2 separate regions of the Rattus norvegicus genome follow, and region 1 is linked to region 2. Evidence: chromatin contacts called from public Hi-C data. All regions are on one chromosome and are shown on one strand. The core of a region is the stretch at or near the end of the contact, and the rest is flanking DNA. Distances in the headings are between cores, read along the strand shown. Region 1 holds the start of Hmga2 (high mobility group AT-hook 2). Region 2 has its middle 82 kb from the start of Llph.

The links. Hi-C and Micro-C count contacts between places; a contact is called where the count stands out from the background.
Region 1: a Hi-C map of Schwann cells shows a contact between it and region 2, with 8 times the contacts expected there. The contact joins the promoter of Hmga2 here to the enhancer-like site in region 2. A contact is called at or near these places in 3 of 12 Hi-C or Micro-C datasets (the A7r5 cell line, the Rat2 cell line and Schwann cells).

The regions. Positions count from the first base shown.
Region 1 is chr7:57,878,609-57,882,887 of GRCr8, forward strand. It overlaps Hmga2 (high mobility group AT-hook 2), which reads right to left and starts at 1,733. Exons shown (of 5, transcript NM_032070.2): 1 at 1,208-1,733. The coding sequence starts at 1,318.
Region 2 is chr7:57,702,195-57,707,117 of GRCr8, forward strand. No RefSeq gene overlaps it. Among named protein-coding and RNA genes, the nearest start is that of Llph, 82 kb to the left of the region's middle. Within about 2 kb of position 2,002, at least 1 of the 93 cell types and tissues checked has an H3K27ac peak or open chromatin away from gene starts, as enhancers often do.

The sequences.
Region 1 (4,279 bases), core at 483-2,982, 180 kb after region 2:
ACCAGCAAACATTCTTCGATTTCCCACCTAGCGCTTTGGGGGCAATTTGGGACTTTAGGATTATTTTCTAATCCGCTCGAGGGAGGCGATTTAAAGCAAAATTAGAAATGAGATTTTTTTTTTTTAAGGCCGGGAAGGGAGTTTAACTGTTCTCAATAGACGCGTCCCTAGGCTTGGAAATTACTACGGACGCCCCAACCCCCGCCCGCCCGCCCGCCCGCCCCCGGCCCTGAGCGCAACGCACAGCTCTGCAATAGCCGGCTGCACGCTTAATTAGTTGCATCCGCAGACAAAACCCTCCATTCCGCGGGGTCCTGGGTGCCCCTCGACCATCCCTTCCCAGCCCCCAGCCACTCGCCAAGGAGGACGCTAAAACTTAGGCTGCTCAGAGGCGCGGGATCAAGGAGCCAACGGGGGACCCGGCTCCTGGCGGGAAGCGACCCTAGCTACTGTGCACTCTCCTTCCAAAGCTCCCTGGGCGAAGCGCGTTTCCCGGGCCCGCGGGGGCCTGGGATCCCCCGGGCTCCCCTTCCCCGCCAGCCCGGAAGGCTTCAGCAGCTCGGCGGGCTTTTAAAGATCCCGAGGAGCAACCGGAGGGCAGTAGGCTCCGCACGCGTTCTTTGTCGGGAGGGCGCGAGCCTTGGGCCATGGAGTGTGGGGAGGGCACCGAGGAGACAGCCGAGGCGCACCAGCCTCCTGCGGAACGGCGGCCCCGAGAAGCTGGAGGAAGCCGCGGGACTCAGAGCCTCCGACTCGCCGCGTCCTGACCCTCCTGAACGCCCCAGTCGCCCGGTCGCCAAAAGCGGCTGACAAAGCGACGCTTTTAATCCGTGGGACCCCAGAGGCTCGTTGTCCCCCCAGCCACGCCGCGCCGCTCCAGGACTGCTCACAATAGCGAAAGTCCCGGTCCACGCCTCGCGCGACCCTACCTCCCGCCCGGTGGCTGCAGCGAGCCGCGGGACCCCCAGCTCCTGGAGCCTTGGGGCGCGGGGACAAGGGAAGACTGCGCGGGGACATGGGAAGACTGCTCTGCTCACTCGCCAGGGGGACTCAGTCTCCCGCCCACCTACACCCGGGTGGCGGGCGGGCTAGCTTGCGCCGCCGTGGCCGCTGCGCTCCCGCGCTCCGGTCGCCCGGCGTGTCGCGGGGCCCCGGGGCAGAGGCGTCGCGGGTGGGCTGAGTGGCCCCTCCGCGCCGGCGTACTGACTTGCGGCTGCTTCCTGGGTCGGCCGCGTCCTCGCTTCTGTGGCGCCGGGGTGGCAGGTTGTCCCTGGGCTGATGTGGACGGCTGCCCGGCGCCCTCACCGCGTGCGCTCATCCTGCCTCCCGCCGCCGCTACCGCTGCCTCCGCCGGTACCGCCGCTGCAGCCGCTCGGCCTCCGCTGCCTCGGATCCGCCCAACACCTTTCGGGAGACGGGATGGAGAGAGCTGGAGAGGGCAGGGGCGGCGAGAGCGGGCGAGCTGGCGCGCGCTGGGGGCTGCTGCTGCTTAGGCTGCCGCCGCTGCCACCACCAACACCGGACGTCCAGCAGCTGCCAAAAAGAGAGAGGGGAGGGAGGAAGAGTGGAGGAGGAGGAGAGGAGGAGGAAAGGAGGAGGAAAGGAGGAGGCGCTGCGGGCGGTGGGTGGCGGAGGTGGAGGTGGAGGTGGAGGTAGCGAGAGGAGGCGGGAAGCGAGGGAGAGGGAGAGTTGGAGGTGGAGAGGGTTCCTCTCTCCGCTACGGCTCGGGAGTTGTGGGTACTGGGACGCTCGGCAGCGGCTTGGAATGGGAAGAGACTTGGAGTGAATTGTGTCCCTTGAAATGTTAGGCGGGGAAAGAATTCCTCCTCCTCTCCCCCACCCCAGAGGGAGAGAGGGAGAGGGAGGGAGAGAAGAAAGGAGGGGGGAGGGAGACAGAGACACGGAGAGACACAGGGAGAGGGACAGAGACAGAAAAACACAGAGAGAAGACAGACGGGGAGACAGAGACAAAGAGACAGAACGAGACAGAAACAGAGACTGTGCGGTCAGAAAGCAAGGAGAGAGTGGGAAGGTTCTGCCGGGATCCAGTGGGGCACTCAGCTCTACTCCAGCAAGGAACAGAGCAGTGGGTGGCACCGCGCCTCCTCGGGTGGCGGGGTCAGGCGGCGGCGGCGGCCCTGCCGAGACGCAGAGGGACAAGCTGCTGGCCTCTGCGTTCTGCACCCGGAGCGCCCAGCCCGGGATGCAAGTTTTCTGAGTTACTGCCCCGGATCCAAGGGGGATGAGTGTGTGCGTGTGCTCGCGCGCGGGTGTGTGTGTATGTGTGTGAGTGTGTGTACGCGCGCTTGCACTTGCGGAGGAGGTGGCGGGAGTGGGGAGTGCCCACCTCTGATCGTGGGTGGATAAAGGGGAGGGGGCTGCAGGAGAAGCAAGGGGAGGGGGCAGGCCAGGCCAGGCGGACCGCCGAGCCGAGGCGCCTGGCCGCCGGCCAGAGGCAACGTTCGAAACACAACTGCCTGGGCAGCGGCGGAGGCGGCGGAGGCGCCCGGGTGCCACCCGGAGCCCTGGCTCACATGCTCCCGCCTGCAGTGGGGTTAAAGAGACAGGGCTTAGACTCGCCGCCGGAGGCCACCCCTGGGCGGTTGTCCTAGGAAGGAAAGAGAAAATGACCATCTCAGAGTTACCCTAGGAAGCTTGGCCTCTACCTGCGCTTCCACCGAGCCGTGCCCGAAGTTTCCAGAAGCATTCAGGGTCAATCGCCGCTGTCTAGTATTTCAGCCCCGGGGAATGGGTGGCCAAGGAGTCGGAGCGCCACCCCACCCCCCATCCCCGACTCTGCTCCACTGAGAAGAGCCCTCACCCCAGAGCGCACGGGCCGGCGCACAAACACAGCGTGCACGAAGATACACGCGCCCACGGGTGTGACCGCAGACATGCTTGCACGCAGATGCACGTGTGCGCGCACACACACTTCACTGGTAAACACGCACGAAAACTCCTGCCCATCCACACTTCCAGGCACACGATGGTGCCAGCAATTACATTCTCAATAAATGCACACATTTGCACACCGTACACAGGAACATCGAGCGTGCCAGCTTCTTCGTGGAGCTTTTTTCCCCTCCGGGACTGACTACTGGAGCAGACGCTGTGCACCCATGTTCGAACGCCTATAGAGTATAAAAAATATTACAGATTCCTTACCCCTCCTCCGCACCAATTGCCTAGCTCTTCCTGAAGTTTACCTTTATTTTAACCCTCTCCCTCAGAATTCCTTTCTGCCAAATCCTAATTTTATAGTCTGGGCTGTTTCTAAGTTATGCGAGCACCATCGTGACCACAGTCGGATTTTGAAAGTCGTAGAACGTTCTAAAATGTACCTCTTTTTCATCCTTGAATAACACAAAACTGAAAGGGGAAGAAAAGGAAAATCTTAGGGTCAGATTTTCACACATCACACCCAAAATTGTGTTGGACTGACTCCAAAATAAAAATGTTCACTCGGTGAAGAATTTTTTTTCTTACAAAGATATAGACCACCCTGGAATAAAAACGCCTTCTTTACAGCCCTAAACCCAGGATCTAGTCTCTGCTAGGTTCCGCTGTACTTGAGGCACGTATAAATGTCGGCTTGGGCGCGACCGTGCTGATTGGTCAACGTTGCCGTTTTAAATCCCTTTCCAGCTGCCCTCTGCAGAGTTGGGACACTTCACATTGAGTGCTCTGCAGGAACCCAGGGCTGGCGTTGAGTCTGGGAACGCTTAGCTCTGATGGAGAGGAAGAGCCCCCCATACCTCCAGATGGAGCCCAGCAACTGAATGACGAGGGAGGGGTCTAACAGGAACCCAAGGTTTTGTCAGGGCTTGGGTGAAAGATGGTATCTTCATCAAAGGGGCTGAAATTTCACCTTCTCACGAGTGCACTGACATTTCCTAGCCGAGGAGTTTGCACGTTTCCTCTGTGTGTGTGTGTGTGTGTGTGTGTGTGTGTGTGTGTGTGTGTGATTGCACTTACTTTTTGATGCGTGCATTTTACATACATGCATAATATAGGCTTCTGTTTTGATTTTTGTTTGGTTACGATTTGCCAGAAGGACAGGCAAAGTTTTAGGGGATGGATTTAAGCAACAGTCACCCAGGATTTCAGTCAGCTAATTTTATGCTGAGAATCACATTATCTCCCTGGATCTTTGTTTGTTTGTTTGTTTAAAGCACAAATGCTAGCAAGAGATTCCCACCCCGGGTGGGGTGAGATGGCACTGGCGAGCTTTGAACTGGTTGTTGTGTGGCTAGTGTGTGTGTGTGTGTGTGTGTGTGTG
Region 2 (4,923 bases), core at 752-3,251:
TGAAACTGTAGCATGGCCTATAATGTTATAACTTTATTCTCCACTTAAATTAATGGAAACATTTCATAGGGTAAAGTCTTGTTTGGAAAAGGCAGCCTGGCACTTCTTCACTTAGGTATCCAAGGACCAGTTTCCAGGAACATTCACAAAATTAAGTCATGTTTTTGTCTCCATCTTGGCATCATAGTGCTCAAACGGGGGCGCTGTAGGATCATTTTCTTTCTTTCCTCCTTCAAAGTTAAGCAGATATCTAAATTTTTACGAAGAGGTATTGATAAAACGAGTCTTTAGGCAAGGCAGATCTTGGATCTAACTTCTATTACTTATTAACAGGACTTCAGGGAGAATTGTTATTCGTCTTTAAAATGAGTGAATAGGCACTTTTGATCCTGAAAACATTCTGGCAAATTGATCTTTAGATAGTGAGTGAACCAATGGGTTGAACATACACAGTGGGGGTGGGAAGGAAGACTACGACTGGACTTGTAACAGTGCACAGGTCAGAGGACAACCTGTAGGAGCCTGCTCTTTCTATCATGTAGGGCCTGGGCATCAAACTCAGATTGTTAGCCTTGGTGCCTGGCATCTTTATCTACTGAGCCATCTTCCCCACCTCCTGAGTCTCTTCATTAGGATGGATTCAGGGGGCTTCCTATGATCTCCCAGTGGCTCTGCAATGGTCTGCAGCCTCCCTGCAGGCTTATGTTGGATCTGTTCTCTTGATAGCTGTGAAGCAACAAGAAAAAAAGAAACAGTGAGAATCTGCCACTTTAAGGGCCAGGGTGGAGGTATCTGCATGTATGTGTGTCTACTGGCCATCCGTTGTCATGAGATGCCATCTGAAAGCAAGAGGACTATTGGGTATCATTCTCTCATGTGCCCAGAGGAGAAACCAAATGATTTTGTGAGCTCATAGAATTGTCTATCTGCTGGCATTTCTGCCAACGTGTTAACTGGCAATATCCTATCAGGGGATCCCTCAAAGTGTTTGCTAATCAGCTGGTATTCAAAATGGTGGCTTGTGACAGAAGCAGCTCATAGCACCCTTACCTTGACAGGGATGAAAATGCACGTGACAACCCAGGACTCTGTATTTCTCTGAGTGTAATTTGTATCTGATTCTTTCAATGAATAAAATGTAAGAAAACAGCCAGTAACACATTTGTGCTGTCCAGGACTCCTCAGAATTTGAAATCCTTTAGCATGCATGTTGACTTTCCTCTTTTCTGTCAAGGAAGGGGAATGGTTCTTAGAGTAAGCTCTTCCACGGTTGCCACCAGTAAACCTTTCCAATGGAGAATGGTTCCAGCAGTGTCTTAGTTAAGGTTTTAGTGCTGTGAACAGACACCATGACTAGGTCAATTCTTATAAGGACAACATTTAATTGAGGCTATCTTACAGTTTCAGAGGTTCAGTCCATTATCATCAAGGTAGGAGCATGGCAGTATCCAGGCAGGCATGGTGGAGGAGGGCTGAGAGTTCAACATCTTGTTCCAAAGGCCAACAGGAGAAGCTGGCTTCCAGGTAGCTAGGATGAGGGTCTTATAGCCCACACCCACAGTGACACACTTCCTTCAACAAGGCCATACCAACTCCAGAAAGGCCACTCTTACTCCAACAAGACCACACCCACTCCAACATGAATACTCCCACTCCAACGTGGCCACATCCACTCCAACAAGGCCACACCCACTCCGACAAGGCCACACCTACTCCAATAAGGCCACATCTCCAAATAGCGCCACTTCCTGGGCCAAGCATTTTCAAACCACCAACAAGCAGGGTCCATAATTTCTTGTACTTTGCCACAGTTAACTTTTCTTACCATCCAATCAAATTCATTTTGGATAGTTCTTATACAATCTGTGAAACATCTGGTCATCACCCTTCCTGGATTTATCTTGCTGCCTAGCTGTGAGACCATCTGTAAGTCTCACCTTCTTTTAACTCACCTAAAATCTTTCTGATGTTTATCAGTTTTCACACACGACTCAATATGTATTAACTGCTCCTCCCTTGTGCCTCTTTGTGTGTGATAACGACAGTTCTCTAATGATTTCCTGTCCCGGGAGTTTCCTGATGACTTTTATTTCTTACTCAAAAATAGATGTTCCTTTCCCAAGTCTTTTTCAAGAGTGTCTCTTCAGCACCATGACTACTTCTGCGATGTTTTTGTTTGTTTTATTTTGCTTTTGTTTGTGAGGTGGGGACCGGCCTGGAGCTCACACACATCTCTGCTTTTCCCCTGCTGGGATTAGAGTGTGCACCACCATGCCCCATTAGCTTTAAAAAAAAAAAAATTTTTTTTTGTTTTTGTTTTTAGAAGCAGTGTATCTCATGGTTGTGTGTTAGTGACTCAGAAGCTGCATTCTTTGCTGGGGTTGCAAAGTATGATTGCAGTATGGGTGAGGGTAATTTATTTAACATATGTAATAATGGTTTAAATTTGCACTGTTTGAAGTCTTTGGTGAATGCAAACAGCTGCTCAGTGTGTGTGTGTGTGTGTGTGTGTGTGTGTGTGTGTGTGTGTGTGTGTGTGTTTGTTTGTGAATGTGTTTTTCGAGAAAATGATTTAGGCAAATAAAATTTTCTTTAAAAATTACAAAACATTCAGTCTTCAGTGGACTTCTGTTGTCTCAAACTTATGAACCCTATTATGTCAATCAAAAACTTTTAAAGAAGTAGTTTTCTAGCAACAAGATATGAATGATAACTTGTCCTTTCTTTAGGACTCATCTGCATCCCAAAGGTAGAGCTTTCCCAAACTAAGGCTTTCCGGGAATGAGTCAGAGCCGCCTGCCTCTTCCTTCTGTGCTCGTGATTCAGATCCTCCTGTGTCAGCAGCCGCCTCACAAGGAGGACACTCAAGGTCGCACTGGGGACAGCGTTCTGAGTCTGACTTGAATTTGGAGAAAGTGACGAGTCTGGTTCCCGAGGTGTGATGAGAGAGAGGGATTGGGGCCATGCTCCCCTGTTTCGCCACCCTGCCTGACATCAGTCTCCGGCACAGGCCCCTTCCTCTGCATAGTGGGTTCCTAGGTACTCTCAGCTATCCATGTTAAACCTGTCTTTCCTGGTGGATTACTCAATCATGCATCCGAATTGAGATTTTTTCCCCCTCATTCCCCAGTTTTATCTCAGCTGGCATAATTAACAACGTCAAGTTTTAAGACTATGCTGTGACAACACTTTAACTCGCGGTGCTTTGCCGGTGGATGTAATTAAGGCAGTGTGTTTGGTATCGGTTTATTCTTAACAAGCAAAGTAGAAGCAGATGAGGTGTATTTATAGACTCATCAAACAGTGAATGGATGAAAGAGGAAAAGTAATGAATGGGGAAATGTCGGCCAGGATGGAGGAGGGACCCACTGCCAAGTTCATTTCCAGACCAACTATTTGGAATTTATTCCAAAGACAGCTGTCCCTTGATTTACAGTAGAGGGGAAATGACATTTGTAAGACTATCGTGCTTCAGAGAAGCAGGCAAAGAGTACCATACTTCATATAGACTCCTACGGTTGGGGTGGGGGCAAGCTTCAGTTTCTGTGGTCAGAACCCCACCTGGAGGAAGCCAGGAAAAATCTGGGGAAAGAAGGAACATCTTTAGGAAGCACAGGAGCTTTGCAACATGGTTCTAGCCCTTGAAAGCTGTTCTGATTTGGAGCCAAAGACCACGAGGGTGAGGGAAGGGAGTGGGTCGAAGGGAGTGAGTCATGGTGCAGATAATGGAGGGGGGAAGAGGATAGTGCAGAAGACAAAACCGTAGTATAAAATCTCAACCCGGGGAATTTGGTCTTCGGAGCAGACAAAGAAGACAAATGGATTGCAGAGCTTAAGGCACACAGATCCATCTCTCTGTTTCCCTGTGAGCCAGGCAAGCACGTTCCCTTGATTGTGAAATAAAACACAAAAGCCGTCAACTCCCATGGATGCGTCTAACATTAGACACAGGTGAGGCAGAGCAAATCTGCAATGTATTGAGCACAGTCGAGAGGCATCCTGGGCAGAGGACATACAGTCAGTCAGGGGGCGGAGTGGGGGAGTCCTGTTTTTAACCTCCCACAGCTCACAGTCTTGGGGAAAGTCTCTATGACTAATGTAAGTCCTGTGTTACACCCTGTTCATCGGGGGTGTGTGGCAGTTGTGAGGCCTCACCAGTCCTCTTGCCAAACGTAGCTACAGGAATGTTCACGAGTGGCTTTTAGCAGCCGTTTCTTGGGATTTCCATGGGCTAAGCAATCAAGAAGAGGTCTTCAAAAATTCTGATTTTAAAATATTCATTTTCTAGATGGTGAAAATGTATCAATAATAGCATCCAGGAAGTATGAACTGCAGGGGATTCATGAGGGGGATTTCTTTTGCTTGTTGTGGGCACGGTGTCCAGTGTATTCTGGTGTCCCCCCACCCCCAGAGTTTCCTTTCTCTGTGTATCTTCCATGTTTCTTTTTCTCTCTTTTGCCTAGCTATATTTTATTGATAAGTGTGAATGCTCCCTCTTGATTTAACTCTTTAAGAGGGGGCGGTATGGCCTTTACAAAGAACAGGGGAAAAAAAAGGAGGGTGGCAGGGAGGGCAGGCAAGCGTGGGGGGGGGGCAGGGAGGCAATCAATCCAACACGCCATTTGCTCTAAGCATTCAATCAGAGAGCACCTAGCTGAGCAGTCTCCTAGCTGGCACATCTGGAAAGGCTGAGAAAATAGATAAATAGATTCCCTGAGCTTTGGGCTTTGTTTGTGTAGGGCTGGTAGATAAGCATTGTGATGTGTGCACGTGTGTGTGTGCGTGTGTGTGTGTGTGTTTGCGCGCATGGTGCATGTGTGTATGTATATAAGTATGAATGTGTGTGTGTGTAACTCCATATTTCCTTCATAATACAGTTATCTGTGTCTGCAGGTCACTTCATAGCTAAGACTGCTGGCTTTC